Linked DNA regions of Ovis aries: region 2 is linked to region 1. A link is a contact called in public Hi-C data. All regions are on one chromosome and are shown on one strand. Each heading gives the region's core, a stretch centred on a gene start, on an enhancer-like site or on the middle of the called end of the contact. The rest is flanking DNA. Distances are from core to core; before and after follow the strand shown.

The links. Hi-C and Micro-C count contacts between places; a contact is called where the count stands out from the background.
Region 2: a Hi-C map of liver shows a contact between it and region 1, with 2.1 times the contacts expected there. The contact joins the promoter of U2AF1 here to the enhancer-like site in region 1. A contact is called at or near these places in 3 of 16 Hi-C or Micro-C datasets (hypothalamus, liver and muscle).

Annotation. Positions count from the first base shown.
Region 1 is chr1:263,861,757-263,867,582 of ARS-UI_Ramb_v3.0, forward strand. PKNOX1 (PBX/knotted 1 homeobox 1) reads left to right here. Exons shown (of 13, transcript XM_060405931.1): 3 at 258-326; 4 at 1,241-1,347; 5 at 3,650-3,777; 6 at 5,784-5,826. The coding sequence starts at 1,297. Among named protein-coding and RNA genes, the nearest start is that of PKNOX1, 21 kb to the left of the region's middle. Within about 2 kb of position 4,150, at least 3 of the 54 cell types and tissues checked have an H3K27ac peak or open chromatin away from gene starts, as enhancers often do. A contact at or near this core is called in liver, where this site is marked.
Region 2 is chr1:263,954,016-263,959,873 of ARS-UI_Ramb_v3.0, forward strand. U2AF1 (U2 small nuclear RNA auxiliary factor 1) reads right to left here and starts at 4,312. Exons shown (of 8, transcript XM_027960886.3): 1 at 4,207-4,312; 2 at 382-469. The coding sequence starts at 4,250. It overlaps LOC121817445 (a long non-coding RNA gene), which reads left to right and starts at 4,480. Exons shown (of 2, transcript XR_006057375.2): 1 at 4,480-5,367.

The sequences.
Region 1 (5,826 bases), core at 2,900-5,399:
CTTTCCAGGACACTCTCTCTCGACCCCTAACATGATGACATCTGTGAAGATCCTATGTCTAAGTAAGGCTCCGTGTGCAGGCCCGGGCTAGGACATGGACCCTCCTGGAGGACACGTCGGGCCTCTGCACATGTTGGCCGCGCCATGATGGGTGCCGGGCTTGTCCCTGTGGCCCAGCCTCGCTTGTTCAGGTTCCCTGTGGATGCTGAGAAGCGTCTCGAGCCTGCAACGTCCTGTCTCTTGCTTTCTCCCCCCAGGCCATAGAACCTGTTCCCCACGGTTGGCTCCACCTCTGGACATGCGGCTCTGCTTGGCCGGTTGCTCAGGTGAGGACTGTCAACTCTCCCGACCCTTCCCACGTGCAGCCAGACCCTCTGCACAGCCTGTGCTTCTGAGGCTCTTGTCCACACGCCCCCGCCCTCCTTGGCGCCACAGTCATTCAGTCCGCCCTGCACACCATCAGAGGGCCTGTCCTGAGCTGAAGCCTCTGCCTTCCTGCTCACACCTTCCCAGGACTTCCTGCCCCCCAGGAAGACCACCATGTTTACCTGGACCATGAGCCGGTGTGGCCTGCTCTTTCCCCCCCATGCCGCCCCTTCCCTGCCGTCCCTCTGCACACAGCACCACTGTCCTACTGCCTGTGGGTGGCGGGCAGCTGCCCCCGTCATCCTCTGTCCCCACCTAGTTTCCTCATCTCAGGTACCTGAGTGTGCACTGACAGGTGGATGGCAGTGTCCACCTCTGTGCTGCCTGTGGCTGTAAGCTGATGCCTGGCGCCATCCCTCCAAGCCCTCCTGTGTCCCTCCTGCCTAAGACTGGCCTGGCAGGCTCAGTGTCACATGGCCCTGGGGCCCGCCAGCTGCACGCTCGCCCTCTGTCGTGTTCCCCTGCCCATGTCTCCTGTGTGCTGCCTGGTGTCCCTCCTGTTTGTGGTCCTGGGAAAGCCCCAGGGCCCAGGACAGTGTCCTGCACATGTAGACTTTACTAGGTGTTGCTCAGTGAGTGAGGGAGACCCAAATGCCTGCAAACGAGCTGACACACCCGGCCAGGCAGGCACTAATGTGTGATTACCAGGCAGGTGCGGAGTGCCGCGTAGTGTTTGTCTTAGACCGTAGTGAAGGGTGCTTTTTACTTTCCGTGTGGAAATAACGTATTTTAAAAGGTATATGGGCGCTATGGAGTAAGCAGACAGCAATGCTCTGACTTAGTGACTGATGCTTCTCTGTTTTTGTTTTCCCAGACACCATTTGCGTTTGACTCAAGACGATCTGATGTTTTATAAGGAATTCATTCACCATGATGGCGACACAGACACTGAGCATAGACAGCTATCCAGATGGGCAACAAGTGAGCGCTGCACCCTGCCCCACACCCTGAGCAGCCCACCCACCTGGCGCTGGAGCACCCGCAGCGCCTGTGCGTTCACACACGCCTCCCTGCTGGGGCACCCGCAGCGCCTGTGCGTTCACACACGGCTCCCTGCTGGAGCACCCGCAGCACCTGCCTGTGCGTTCACACACGGCTCCCTCCTGGAGCACCCGCAGCGCCTGCCTGTGCGTTCACACACGCCTCCCTGCTGGGGCACCCGCAGCGCCTGTGCGTTCACACATGCCTCCCTGCGGATGCAGGGTCACTGTTAAATGCTCGATGCATTTATTACATCTTGGTGCTCCGAAGGATTAGCTGTAGAATTGTTCAAGTTGTTTCCTAAATAACACCAAGATTCAGTAATTTTGAGTCCCCTAAATCAGAGTTTCTTGGGAATTTACCTTTTTAATGTTAGTGTTAGTAAATGTCGGTTTTACAGAAAAGCTGGTTGTGGTGATGATCGCAGATTCCCGTGTTGCCCGCTTGCTGGTCTGAGTGGAGCCGGACCATCTGCTCTGTTTCTGTCCGTGGATGTGGGCGGTGGAGGGGGCTCATCTGATGACGCGTGGGGTTCTGTCTGTACTTTTCCTATCCCTGCAGGAGGCGGTCACGATACCCAGCTCCCTGCTTGAGGGTGTAGGGAGCGCCCAAGCCTGGGGCAGCTCACCCACCTGTCACTCCCCACTTGGTGAGATTTGGAGGCTGTGCCCCTCCCTTTCCAAGTTAGGTCTTTCTTTGATGGACAGTTTTATGCCATTCCTGGAATGTTTCCCATTGCAGCAATTTTGTTTTTGTTGACTTTTCAAATTAAGTGTTTCTACTTCTCAGAGATAGGGAATTCTGTTCCAGGCTGCTCTCTTTACCGGAAGTCCTCTGCTATTTCCAAGTGATTTTGTTTCTCAGAGGCACATCTAATGGCGTCCCTGTGGCGACTTCTTGCGGGCTCTGTGCCCTGGGGACCCTGGACCCTCACATGCTCTCACCTCTACTGCCCCTGCAGCTGACCCCCGCCCTGAGGCACTGAGTCCAGGGAGGGCTGGGCCAGTGCTTGTAATAGCTCCGCACCTCCCAGGATGTGGAAAACTGTTGTGAGTGTTCTTCCTTGCAGTAAGCATTTGATTTTCTACAATATAGATCGACCACGTCTACTTAGACAGCCCTCTGAGGGCGAACAGTTAGATTGGTCTTTTTTCATAATCATTTTAAAAAATCCTGAAATAAATCTTAAGCTTTTTAAAAAATAATACTGTCAGACTTCTCTCCAGAAATACTGTTTGATTGGGCTTTTTTAGTCAGTTGCTTTCGGTTTTGGTTTATTTTTTAAGAGAGAAGCTATTCCTGAGTATGCTGTTTCATCCGGAAGCATCATGGAGTGACCTGCTGGCTCTGTTCTGTTGGAGAGAACAAAGCCCAAGGCAGCCTGCAGGGCTGCAGCCCGAGCGCCAGGCTGCCCTCCTGGCAGGACGACTGAGGATAAGCCCCGCCACCCAGGCTCCCCCAAGAGTCTACCTCCTTGAGGGGAAAGGGGAAGCAGCTGGGGGCGGGGCAGGTAGATCCCAGACACCCCAGCCCTGAAGAAGCCAGGGCACTGATCTGCTCAGGGATAAGAGAAGTTAAGGGAGTGGTTTTGTTTTATTTGTAAATCGATTTCTTTTATGTTTAGGGATTTAAATATTCTTCCCCTAAGTTCCAAATAGCACAGCCAGCCAAAGCAATTTCAATGATAATAGCTTCAAGACTTCCTCTTATGTTTAAAGCTGTTCTTTAAACCCAGCTGGTCTTTGCTTTCTAGATGCAGTGACTTTCCTTAAAGTTTTATACCTTGTGTATTCCTGAGTTTAAGGACTGGTAAGGGAGAATTCCAGCCCCATCACACATATGAAGTGTCTTGGGCTTGAGTTGTTTTTGTGACAAGATAAGAGAGCGTGGACTGTTTCTCCTTCTCCAACCACAGCATTACCTGCTGTGAGGATGTTACAGCGAGGAGAGGCGGACGGGTCAGGTCTCACATGCACTGGTTCCCTTCAGAGGTTTTGCAAATAATGTGTTTCACACGTCAGTCCTCTCAATTTTTAAATGGTTTGGAAATCTGACCTTTTTTTTTAACCATTTAAAAGCATATTATTAGTACATTCAAAGGAGCTTTGTTGGTATATTCCTTACGTACTATTGCCAGTTATATAACCACCTGGCAGTTTGCCATTCCTCTGCTTTGAGAGTAGAATACTTAGCAGCAACTTACTTTGTTTTTAGTAACAAAAATACTCTCCTCCTCTCACAGATGCAGGTAGTCACAGAGTTAAAAACGGAGCAAGACCCCAACTGCTCTGAACCAGATGTGGAAGGAGTGAGCCCTCCCCCGGTGGGGTCCCAGACACCGATGGATGCAGATAAGCAGGCCATTTATAGGTAGCGGTGAGATGTGAAGTGTGTGGGTGTTCGTTCAGAGGAGTGATGAGGATGGAGGCCTGGTTAAACCGAAAGTGAGCTGTTGGCTGGGCAGAGTAGTGGGCTGGAATGTGATAATGCTGGGGTGAAAGTTTTCTCAGGTTACCATGTTATTGCTAATATCTTTTTAAAAAACAGTTTTGGAGTATAAGTCTACATTTAGTCAACCTTACAACAAGCAGTCTTTAAGCCCAGCTGATGGTACTAGAGATTTCTACCACAAAGAAGGAGAAACAGGAAGTCTACCCAGTTTCTCCCAGTAAACAGAACACGGGGTGCTTCTGAGCTCACCTTATGAATGGAGAATCACCTCTGCCACCAAAGCCAGACAAAGACAACACAGAAAAAGAAACGTGAAGACCAGTCCGTATGCTTCATGAACTTTGGCATAAAAATCATTAGTAAAATATTAACAAAATCGAGCAGAGCAGCATGGAAAGAGAAGAATATTACTGACCAGGTGGAGTTTATCCCAGGAAGCGAGACTGGTTCACCATTCAGAGATCAACCAGTGAGCCATATGATGTGATCATATCAAGTGATGCCAAGAAGCATTTGACAGAAGTCAACAGCCAGTTATACCTAAAAACCGCCAGTGCAGCAGTCGTAGAGGGGAGCTTTCTTAACCTGATGTAGGGAAACTACCAAAAAACCTATAGCTCACGTCATACTTAATGGTGGAAGATGGAATGTTTTCCCCAAGTCTGGGGACAAGGCAGAGGTGTCCACCCTGGCTCCTCCTGTTCATCTCTGTGGCAGAAGTTCAGCCAGTTCAGTGAGGCAAGACAAGGAAAAGACATATCCAGTTAGAAAGGCAGAAATTAAATTGGCTTTATGCACAAATGATGTGATTGTCTATGTATAGAAAATCTCAAAGTTTACCAAAGAACTTCCAGAATGAAACAATTGAGTTTAATAAGGTCACAGGTTGCAACAGCAACACATAGAAACCAGTCCTATTTTTATACTAATAGTGTACAATTGAAAACTGAAGTTAAAAAGATAATAATACCATTACAAGAGCTCCAAAAAAATTTTGATGTAAATCTGACAAAACACATGCAGAAACTTTATGCTGAAAACTGTAAAACGCCCATGCAGGCAGGCAAAGAAATCGTTAATAAAAGGGCATGCTGTGTTCATGGGCGGGAAGATTCAGCATCGTAAAGATGTCCTGAAATTGATCTTTAGCTCTGTAGCAGTTCCAATGAAAATCTCAGCAGGATGTATTTATACATATAGACAAGTTAGTCGTAAATTTTATATGGAAGTCAAAGAACTAGAGCTGCTGAAACAATTTTGAGCAAGAAGAATGAAGTTGGAAGACTTTGTCTACTTGATTTTCTCAGTGGAGGAGAGGTAGACTCTCCAACAAATGGCGCTGGAGCGGCTGGACATCGATGAGCAGAGAGAAGACCCATGCCCTAAGCTCACATCCGACACAAAAATCTACTCAAAGTAGAATATGGACCTAACGTAAACTCCGGAGTTAGCCAGCTGGTGTTAACCATGCAATGGAATATTATGTGGCCAGAACAAAGAAGGAGGTACTGACTGATACATGTTCCAACAGTGACAAGCCTTGAGGACATCATGCGAAGTGAAAAAAGTCAGACACTGAAGGTCACATAATATATGACTCCATTTGTATAAAATGTCTAGAACTGGCAAATCTGTAAGACGGCAGATTAGTGCTGACCTGGGGCTGGAGTTTGGTGGAGAATGGAGAGTGACTACGAACAGCTACAGGGTTTCCTTGGGGGGTGATCATATTATAAAATTGACGGTGGTGGTTGTACAACTCTGTGAATATACTAAAATCCACCAAATTATAAACTGTAAGCGGGTGAATTGTGTGGCATGTGAATTATATCTCAGCAAAGCTCTTATATAAAACAGTGCGTATATACGTACTAAAGCATTTTCATGAAAATGTAGAACACATATTTTAACATTTTCCCCCCCAGGCATCCACTATTTCCATTATTAGCTTTGTTGTTTGAAAAATGT
Region 2 (5,858 bases), core at 3,062-5,561, 92 kb after region 1:
CTCCTTCAAGGCAGCCCCGCCCACCTCTACATCTAGCAGCCTGGAGAAGAGGCGAGGTCAGCGCTGGCCTGGCTGGCTCTCCCGACCCATGTCTATTAGAGGCAGGGAGGGTGGTAAGGCAGTAAAAACCAGTCATAGCCAACAAGTTTCTCCAATGGTAAAAACAGGGACTGGTGCTCTCAGACCTTCTGCTGGGGTGGTTCACCTGCCTCATTCGCATTTAAACAAAACACATTTATGAACACAAACAGAAAAATAAAACTAGAGGAAAAAAAAACCCTGCTTAGTAACACACGGAAATTACTAACTGCCTCTGTCAAGTACATGAAGTCTTGATAATTTACATGAAAACAGAAAAAAAAAAAGGAAAAACAAACAAACCTGGCTAAAGGTCGGTTTATTGTGCAACCGAGAGCATCTGTCTCCATGACGACATGCTCCAATTTTGAAATAAAATGAACAGTTGACTCTGTAAGGGAAAACGAGAGCTGATTATTGTGCTGGAAAGACACCAACTAGATGGAAATACGTCATCAACACGACAAATGCCACCACACTACTTTTCTTTTACTTCACGAAGACCTAGGCACATTGTTTCTCTTGGTAACAGGTACTTTGAAGGCAATGGCACCCCACTCCAGTGCTCTTGCCTGGAAAACCCCATGGACGGAGGAGCCTGGTGGCCTGCAGTCCATGGGGTCGCTAAGAGTCGGGCTGACTGAGCGACTTCACTTTCACTCTTCACTTTCATGCATTGGAGAAGGAACTGGCAACCCACTCCAGTGTTCTTGCCTGGAGAATCCCAGAGACAGAGGAGCCTAGTGGGCTGCCGTCTATGGGGTCGCACAGAGTCGGACATGACTGAAGCGACTTAGCAGCAGCCCACCTGATCAGTTGTGTCCACCTCTTTGTGATCCCATGGATGGCAGCCCACCACACTTCTGTCCATGGGATTCTTCAGGCAAGAATGCTGGAGGGGGCTGCCATGCCCTCCTCCAGAAGAGCTTCCTGACCCAGGGAACAAACCTCACGTCTCCTGCATGCAGGCAGATTCTTTACCACTTCTGTACCCTGGCAAGCCCTGGTTTATTTAACTTCAATTTGCCCCTCTTCAAACACGGCACTCTATTCTAACCTGATTTCCTCCTCATTGAAATCCCCTTCACTTTCAAGTACGGTTGGTCCTTGAACAACTTCTATTCGGATTTTTCGGTTATTAAATACTGCAGGACTACGGGACCCATAGTTGGATGAATCGCAGGATTCAGAACAGCAGACATGAAGGGCTGACTGGAGGGTAAATGAACTGGGACTGGATTACTGACTGTGCAGAGGGCTGGCACCCCAACCTCCATGTGGTTCAAAGGTTCAATTAGATTCAATACTTCTCTGCTCCACTGTTCTCTCTTAAACTGAATGTAAGTTAGTCTAAAACTATATTTAACTCAAAACCTATCTGCTCCTTTTCCTTCCATGATGAACTCCTCTCTTGAGGACATCAGCAGTCTGGTGAGGGGTCAGGATCTTGACTCTGCTACTAGTTGCTTGGGGTTTGGGCCAGTCACCCCCACCTGTCCGGGTCTCTGTAAACTGAGGAAAATGCCAACCCTGGCACTGTTCCAAGAACCAGGATCAAGTATACTATGTGCTCATCACATGCAGTCACTATCATCTAAATAAATACAAAGTCCAGGTTCCCTGAGCCAAGACAGCAGACCAACAGAATATTTCCAAAAGAGGTCTGAAGTAAACAATCCTCCCCAGTTTCAATACACTGAGAATAAGCTATTGGGGCACCCACTCTGCTCGTAAGAACTACACAAGGTCATCTCTCAATATGCTCCAATACTTGGGCGATGCAGACAAAATCAAAACTAGCAATCCAGCCAGCCTGACAGCAACGCATGGTGGCTGAGCAGATCTGTGATGAGTTACGCAACCTTCCTAGATGTGTCCCATTAAAACTCAGACTTGCAGAGGTGGAAAAGTTACCCTGTAGAGTCAATTATTTTAGCAAGGGCCATTCACAGTTGCCAACGCAGGAGACTTGGGTTCAATCCCTGGGCTGGGAAGATCGCCTGGAGAAGGGAAAGGCTACCCACTGTCGGACATGACTGAGCGACTTTCACATTCACAGTTAAGATTAAAGGGCCTCAGTGAAATTTGATGGCCCATGAAATCAACTAGCCATTTATTTATTATCAGATAGCAATAAAAATGGAGAAGTCTAAATTTATGAGGAGAGAAAAATGATTACTACATACACTTGAGTATGTCACATTACATCTTCAGAAAGTCACTTGAAAATAGTTTAAGACTGTCTCAGAATGGACAAAACCCCTGTCTCAACCATTAACACCCAACTATTATATATAAGTGAAACAATCCTTGCTGCTGTACTATCAGAAATGACTCTCATTTCACAATGACCAGTTAATCACTGAATTGAATCTATTAGTCAAAGCTTTTCTAGTAGGCTCACTGGACTACTGCAATAAAATGAAAAGATGTTAAAACATGCAGTGTACTATTTGAGAGAAGATATCAGAAAGGCTAATCCATCCTTAGATTTAGAAAGTGTCTAAAACCTCAAATGTGTAATTAGCTAAATATTTTTAATTGCTAGGTGTACATTTTACTTTCAGTTCAAATTAAATTTAAAAAGTTAGCAGGAATCATTTTTCAGCTGAAAATTTTGAGCTGTTTCCTGGAAATTAAAACTCCACAAACCTCCCTGAAACAAGAAGCCTAGATTAAATAATCAAGTTTCCTAAACTATTACAGCTGTGACTTTTATAATATAACTCTTAACAGATGAAATGGGGTTATTTATGGCAGGAATGTAAGAGCTTCACAAAACAACAGTGATACCATCACCTTATGCAGCTTTTTACAAGAACGAGGGAAAGAAAAACTCAAGGAGACATTAGCCACAGCCCACACTGATATAAGCTCATGAGTAAAATCGACACTGCACGCTCTTCAGCAAACTTGAGAAGCCTCTTTGTCCAGCAGAGCTGGCTGATCCGTTCAAGATCCTGTTTCCCAAGCTGCTGTCTCTGGGGCCACAGCATTCAGGGCAGGCCTCTCTTCCACAGCACTTAATGCGTTTCAATTCATTTTCATTCAGTTATCCTTTGCACGACAAGCACCCCCTTGCTCCTTGAGAACAAGATCCAGATTCTACCCATATCTGAGTCCCCAGACACTGGCCTTGAGCTGACACTCAGTAAGTGTTTCTGGACTGAATATGACTGATGACTGTCGTGAGTTTTGCTAGGAAAAAATATAACCCCCTCTTCCAAACAACTCAAGATTCTAGAATATGTAAAAGACATTTTACAAGGTACACTGCATCCTGGAAAACAGAAACAATTAAAAGTTTTTGATAAAGTCAAAACATTAGCTATGGCAAACTTACGAGTTTACTGTTAAAAACATATTCACATAAACCCTGTACAGCTCTGAAGAACACCAAGATGCTAACCATTTATTCGAAGAATACATCCAGCTCAATCTTAAGGTTTTTAAAGAACTGTCCTCCAAAATTAACAACTGGCAAACCCAAAATTATATTATTTTTACTCTCAACCTAACAACTAACTACGGAAGGTATGCAACCTAAAAAAATCACCCATCTTATTCTTATATTGGAATTGCACCTGAAAGTATTTTAAAAGCAGACTGTCTTTCACGGTTAGTTAACTCGTAATCTCCAAAATACTGTTTCACAATAAATGTCCTTATGAGCTGTTCGATGATCGCTTAACTCACACAAGTGGCTTGTTAAGCATCTAAAACCCTAACAGGAACCTCAGTTATCTAGCGATTTAACGCGGGCGAGTCTATACTACAGCCTGCCCGATTCGACATTAAAAGATCAAACTTGGGAGAATCGTTAACGTTGACAACTTCAGCACAACTCGAGTCGGCTTCCGAGAGCCGGGGGCACGGGTCGCCTGTAGGTGGGCCACCAAGGAGCCCCCGGCGGGAGAGGCCGCTCTGCCCAAGAGGAAGCCCGGCGCCCGCCCGGCCCATCGCCCGCCTGCCCGGGCGCACGCGGCGGAGCGCGGCTCCTGAGGCCGGAAGGGCAGCCCGCCCCTCCCCCCGCCGAGCCTCCCGCCGCCGTCCGGGCCCCGCCGCCAAGCTCCTCCGCGAGCCACCCGTCTCTCCAGCTCGGAACCTCTGCGGCCGGTTCTCACTTACTTGTCTTTCTCGGTGCCGAAGATGGAGGCCAAGTACTCCGCCATTTCCCACCCGCCGCCGCCGCCGCCGACACTGCTGCCGACGCCGACGACCCCGCCCGACGCCCGCCAGAGACGTCACCCGGACGCGACGACGCTCGTTCCTCCTCACCAGCGTGGCGGCACTGCCCAATCAGGAGAGGCGCTGCCTGCGCATGGGCGGGGCTTGGCGCGCGCGGGAGGCGCTGCCCTGGCGGTCGCGGCGCCCGCGCGCCGCCTGCCAGCGCCACCTACCGGCTCTCGTTAGGTTCTTCGGGCTGGCGCCAGCGCTCCTCGCGCCCGGGCCTGGGGCCCGGCGACCTCCACCGGCGTTCCCCAATGCGCAGAGAAGCCAAGCGGCTGCAGAGGAGGCAGCGGCCGAGGGGCTTTTCCACGAAGTCCCTGGGGCCGGGCCCTGAACGCGCCTGTCTCGCGTTGGGGGTTCCGCGGGCTCTAAGCGGTGCGAGATCCCCCTCACCGCACTTTCCCTGGGGGTTCCCCACCGAACCCTTCCTCCGGGAAGACGCGTTCTTCAGCTTCCTCGTCTTCGGGGAGCAGAGTCGGAGCTCCCCTGCTCCCCGGTCCGGAGGTGTGCCGCCTGGGCCTGGCCCCGGAAAAGCCCGGCGGGTTTGGAGAGGCTCCGATGCTGGGAAGGCGGAGCGCACGTCTTCGGGCCGAGCTCACGGGCCCGCAAGACAGAGCGGTGCGAGAGAGTGAGGAGTTATGGGCTCGGGACAGGTTTAGGGACGTCCAGCAATGCTCGGCACAGAAACCCTGAAGACCACGAAGAAGCCAAAGTGCAGGGGCCGCTGCGACGAGGGGGCCGAGCAGAGTCACAGATCTGCGTGGACTCCGGGTCCTTTTCCCCAGAGCTACCCACCTCCAGTGTTCCTAATTCATTCTGGTTTTTTTTTTTTTTTTTTTTTTTTTGAGGCAACTCCTTTTTACCCACTGTTTCTTCCTCGTTCCCTTCTTTCACCCAGCGGCCCTTCCCACAGATGGCTCCATAGGACTGTGGGCGCAGTCCTGACTACTTTCATGGCTCCCCAGAGCTCCGTTGTGTGGCTAACCAGTCCCCTGTTGATGGGCCCAAGGAAGAGCCAGTCTCGCCTCTACTGACAGTCCTGCAGCAAGTGTCCTGCAGGTATCGTTTTGCATTTGGGGCAAACGCACACCTGGTTTATTTGTCCACCCAGGTCTGCAGTCTCAGAAATTCGTAAACAGAGAACGCAACAAAAAGTTTTATCCTGGGAAGAAGCCTGCACAAAAATGAGTTTTATCCTGGCAGAAATGCTTTGGCAGTGTCTACTGTGTTAAAATGTGGTATGGAGCACATTTGAGAGTGAGGGTAAAAATAACAACCAGGTGCTTGTGTAGCCCTCAAAGCAGGTACGAGGAGGACTCGGTTCCCTCTGAACACAGTTTGAGAACTGCTTTTTTGGTTGGTGGGTGTCATAGCAGGGGCTTGGATCCTATTTGTACTTTAGGGGAAGTGAAATAACCCCTCAACCCTCTTGGGTTCTGGTGGCTGGACTAATAGTAAAACTGACTCAAGGTAGATTACCAGGAAAAGAAGAAACTTAACTCTAATTCATGCACATGGGGCCCCATAGAAATGGGACCTAAGAAGTGGGC